Regions from separate parts of the Zea mays genome. Here region 2 is linked to region 1. Evidence: chromatin contacts called from public Hi-C data. All regions are on one chromosome and are shown on one strand. The core of a region is the stretch at or near the end of the contact, and the rest is flanking DNA. Distances in the headings are between cores, read along the strand shown. Region 1 holds the start of LOC100193661. Region 2 holds the start of LOC100217101.

The links. Hi-C and Micro-C count contacts between places; a contact is called where the count stands out from the background.
Region 2: a contact with region 1 is called in a Hi-C map of tassel, with 3 times the contacts expected there. The contact joins the promoter of LOC100217101 here to the promoter of LOC100193661 in region 1. A contact is called at or near these places in 4 of 25 Hi-C or Micro-C datasets (bundle sheath, ear, endosperm and 1 more).

What each region holds. Positions count from the first base shown.
Region 1 is chr1:107,794,127-107,796,826 of Zm-B73-REFERENCE-NAM-5.0, reverse strand. LOC100193661 reads right to left here and starts at 1,256. Exons shown (of 4, transcript NM_001138754.2): 1 at 1,126-1,256; 2 at 1-2. It also overlaps the pseudogene LOC111590663.
Region 2 is chr1:108,304,807-108,307,506 of Zm-B73-REFERENCE-NAM-5.0, reverse strand. LOC100217101 reads left to right here and starts at 1,419. Exons shown (of 6, transcript NM_001366113.1): 1 at 1,419-1,912. The coding sequence starts at 1,463.

The DNA.
Region 1 (2,700 bases), core at 7-2,506:
ACCTGCAAGTGTGGAAATGTTGAGAGAGCAATTTGAGCAAAGAAATTATATGCAATGCGTCATAACAAATCAGAACACCAGCTGTCTCCTATCATCATGTGTCATAACAAATCATAACACCAGCTGTCTCCTATCATCATGTGTAAAGTCAACCTAGACTGGAATAATGGTATGCTCAAACAGCAAAGATGGTTTGAACTCCGAAGCTGAATGTTGACAGGCAAAGCTAGCTGGCAAGCCTATTTGGTTGAGCTATGGCGGTGGGAAAAGCTAAAGCTACTCTGAGCTGTGAAAAAAACTGTTATGAAATATCAGCTATAAGAAAATTGAAACCGGTTTGATTGAAACAAGTGTAAAATATACCTCTTATCTTTATCAATCTTAAAACAACTATGAAATACTTTTTTATTCCATTGATTTCGAAAAGCTGAAATCCAAAAGCCAAAAACGAGGTCTAAGATGCTTTAAAAATGTATTAGAAAAAACAGCTGCTTTGAAAAAAACAGTTCCTTCTTGTGCTTTTGGCTTTTAGGAAGCAAAAGCAGCCCCAGAAGCCCAACCAAACAGGGCAGCGTGAGTCTTTTGTTTTGTGGCTGTGTTTCAAGTGTGAACCAGTTGAGTATTAGTTGTATTCCAGCAAACAACTTGGTAGCCCATGTCCATTGTTGACCTGTCCGCCTACCTAACAGCACTACAGCAGTTCGTTAGCACATAAGCGCAGGCCGATCTGACCTGCCTGCCGTGCAATTGCGCAAAAAAACACCCGAATTTGCCTGCCAGGCCGATTGTTTATGTTATTATCGAATATTTGAAAGAAGGTTGGGATCGCTGCGCAGCCACAGATGACGAAAAGACAAAAACGACTGCAAAATCAGGAGGAGATACTACTCATGAGTCAATTAGAAAGGAAATCGACCCTCCAGTTGCAATTAGAATGCATACTCGGAGGCATGAACCGAATATTTCCTTAACCTAGCGAATTCCTTAACCCTGCATAAGTCGGAAGCATCCGACTTGAATCGAATCCTCCCCCGAGAGAGGAGCGATCCGTCCACACGTACATCCTAATTCCTAATCCAGTACTCCTGGCAGACGGAAAATCCATGAGGGGAAGAGAAGTCTCACCTCCGATTCGAAGCGAAGCGAAGAGCAGGCGACGGAGATCTTCTTCTCCTGGCTGGGTGGGTGGGCGGTTGCGCCGCGTGTGGCGAGCACAGGGGCAAAAGGCACAGGCGAGAAGAGGAGGTGGTGGACCGAGGCCGTAATGAGGAAAAGAAAAGGCCGAGAGCCCGAGAGCAGTTGGCGGGGTGGGTGGGTGTTTCGTTGCCTTGCGCCTTGCCGTAGCAGGGTTTGACTCTGACCCGGCCTGCACCTCCGTTTGGTTTGTGCAGCACCAACCCGCACGGCCGCACGCTTTCCACGCGCCCCGCCTCGCACTGGAACAGGCTTCTAGAAGCACTACTCTCGTCAATTCGTCATTCCGTGCGTTGACACGATCAAGTCCCCAATAGATGAGATACTAGTTCAATACATGTACGTTGTACCCATATTTAATATCTATAAAAAATAAATTTAATATCATACGCATATTAGATGTTAAACTGATAAAAACAAATATTATACCTTATCTTAGCCAAAAGACTAAGAAATGTATAAGTTAAAAAGGAGTCTGATCCTATTTTTTCATAGCTTGCTCTGTCGCTCGTCCTCATTTAGTTAGCGATGTGGTAGTATGTGGGCATATGACTTCCTATTATGTTGGGCTTGTGGTTTCTCACGGTCCATCAGTGATGTAACGTCTCATTGGTAAACGAGAAACGGGACACAAAACAGAGCTACGATGCATGAAGCTTATACTTTAAGGGCTCCTTTGGCAGCTGGGGCAGGGTAACCCAGGGGAGTGAGCACCCAGGGGCCATAATCCCTGCTATCCAGATTACTTAGGTGGTCAACGCCGGACGGGGCTGCCTTCCCCTGCTACTCTTTGGCAGCCAGCAGCCAAGGGAACTCCACACTGCTCTTTCAGCACAGAAGAGAACTCCACACTGCTCATGTGTGCAGCGTAATGTAGCCCATGTGTGCAGCTGTTGTACAAGAGAACATGTTTGAGAAGTACTGCAGCTGATGCAACTTAGCCCATGTGTGCAGAAACATAGTCTCAGTGCATCATAATAAAACATAGTCTCATAATAAAACATAGTCTCGGTGTACACTACCAATGTCAAACATAGTCTCAGTGCATAATAATAAAACATAGTTTCAACATACATGACCAATGTCAAACATAGAGTCTCAGCGTACACGACCGATACATTGCATAACATGATAATAAAACAAACATAGTCTTAGTGCATAGCAAAATCAGATAGATGTGATTATTTAGCTTAGCATCATCTCCTGAATGGCATGACCTAAAAGCAAACGCCATCTTGATGTTTCAGTTCTTTTGGCGACCACTTGTTGATGAAAATCCCTTGTGTATCACATGTTGATGAGAAAACTTAGACAAATGTATATATATTCAATTCCTCTATGTTCAGTTCAATATCCAATTTGGAGACCCTCTGTATTTTGGGACATGAAAGCCTTTATATTCAGTTCAATATTCAGTAATAAAGAGAAGACATTGTTGAACTGGATTCAGATGTTTATGAAGCACCTGCTTAAACATCTGTAATAAAGAGAAGGTATTGCTTGAAC
Region 2 (2,700 bases), core at 170-2,669, 510 kb before region 1:
GCACCGCCGCCGCGGGGGTAATCTTTGGGAGGGAGATGACCTCTGGGCCGTCTGATTTAAATAGATGGTTCTGATTAGATGGATAGGTAACGATTCATGAGGATAGGCTTGGGCTGTTGGATCTGTGGTGTGTGGGTGAGATTTCATCCAGTCGCGGGTTGATCTGGGCCCTTGATCCGGAATCGAGCGGTCGTGATTAAAACGAACCGTTACCGATTCGTGGGTTCGTCTGATCAGAATCATGCAGTTATGGTTGAATCCAGACTTATGGGGTTACGGCCGATCGGGAGCCATGGATCACGTATCCTGCGGCTCAAATTGCATATCAGTTCAGCATATATAACTTCTAATTTGTGCCATCAGAGTTTGATCGGATGGCCCTAACTCACCTGTACCCCTTCGGCCTGGCAAAATCGCTAAAGAGACCCTGACTTTAATTGAAAATAACCCGCAGTCCACTTTAGTTCAACAGAAAATACGAACAGGTCCTGAAATTTATGAGTTGGACCCCGAACTCTCTGGATTTTGTGTCCGCAGTCCATAGGTTATCCAGAAATAATAAAATAACTCAGAAAAAGATTTTTAGAATAAAAATAATTTCGGAAACTTGTATAATTCATATTTAATTCATTTTAACTCCGAATTGACCCATTTCAGTGGCAATAATTTTGTTTTAATATTGTTCATCATATAGTACCTTTGTTTAGCCATGAAACTTGAATTAAAATTATTCTTTGGATTTATTCTATAATAAGCACTTAATAAGTTTGGAAATTCATAACTCCTCCGTTTTAATTCTGAATTGACTCGTTCTAGTTGCATTAGCTTCGTATAAATATTTACTACGCAGTAGCAACATTGATTATATGTTATCCCATAATTTTATAATTAGGTAACTAATTAGATTAATCTATGTCTATTGGATTAACTTCTTTAATATTAATCTTTACTACTATTAAGACGGTAAGGGGTAGGCTGCCATTCCTGGTTCTGCCATTCCCATACTCATGCACCGTCTTCATTCCCATTCCCAACTGTGTCCCGCGCATGTGACCCGTTTCCGTTTCCCAACTGTGCGCGACCAAATTTTTACCAAAAAAGCTAGCAGCGTGGGTCAAAGCTCACGACCAACCAAGACTACACATGTTATGTGCGCACTAGACCTTATAAACAGGTGTGTGCACAGTTTAGTGAACAATACAGTACTATTTTTAGCTTGCCAATACAAATTACACGCTTCCTGGGAGGCCCATCTGCTTGTGGCCCAGACAAGGCCCATAGTCGACGCTGGTTCTACCTCTAGCCAATCTACACCGTCCATCTATATGCATCAAATAATCACCGTCCGCCTCGTCGCCTCCGCTTCAAGCCTCCTTCGTCCCTCGATCACAACTGCTCCTCTCTCCACTCCCCTCTTCCTCGACAGATCCTCAATCAAGCTTCATCTGTGCCGTCGTCGGCAATGGCTCCGGCCTTCCCACGCCGCCGTCCAACCTCCCCCGACTCTCCTCCTCACACCGCCGCCGCTCCCATGGCCCACCCTCCCTGCTCGCCTCCATGGCCACCTGGAGGCGGATTCGGCCTCCCCGAGTCACCGCCCAACGTCTCGCCGCCCAACCAAAGCGAGAAATCCACTGGGCGAAGCTTCTGCACCTCCCGAACGGGGGAGGGGAGGGGAGCACGCCAGCACTATGTGCCTGCGGGTAGGGTTTCTCCCGGTCCGATGGCGTCCGCCATGTCGTCGAGGTCACGACCCGCCGGCCACTTCGGAGTGTTCCCGGTGAACGCTATGGCCGGCACGGGAGGCAGCGACGGTGGGGTGCAGCTCGCGGACAAGCTCAAGATAATCAAGACTGACAACTTTGACCCCGACGCCTACGTGCAGTCCAAGTGCCGCGCCATGGACGAGAAGGTGAGGAATCCGTCCGCCCTGCGATTTCGCCTCCAGTGTTAGAGGGAGTGCTGCGTCGTCTTTCGCTCGGAAGTGCGACGGGTACGGGTTCTCGACGCGTTTTGAGTAGTTTAGTGCTAATCAGGCTTCATCCGCGTTTTGAGTAGTTTAGTGCCATCCTTGGCTCTGCCTTCCACCACTTCTCACCGGCCCAGATCTTCAATGCCCTCGCTACCACCTATCGCTGCTTTGGCTCTACCCCATTCGTCTTCGAGCTCCTCCTCCTTGCCTACCTCTGCTCCCCCCCCCCCCCCCCCCCCCCCCCCCCCCCCACGACGTCCTCGCTGCGGCCTTCGTCGCCCGCCGCATCCTCGCTGCCGGCGCACGGCTGCTCCCCTCCACTGCGGTGGCTCTTCTTTGTCCACTCCCTTCCGCCACTGCAGCCCTTGACATGTATCATCAAATCTACACGCATCCAAGTCCACGGAGCAATCACCTCCTCCTGCCGACTCTTCACACCTTCAATTCCCTCCTCCTTGCTTTTCACCGTGATGGCAAGTGTGATGAATTCAAGATTGTGCTCCAGGAAATGGACAAATATTCCTGCAAGCACAACGTGTGCACCTACAACATCAGGATGTCTGGGTACTTGAATGGAGAGCATGTGGAGAAAGCACGAACACTATGGGATGAGATGATTCAGGAAGGGGTCCAGCCTGATATAACTGCGTACAACACAATGATTAGTGGGTATTGCTAATCTGGGGAGGTAGGGGTGGCACAGGATATGTTTAAAAATATGTTCATGG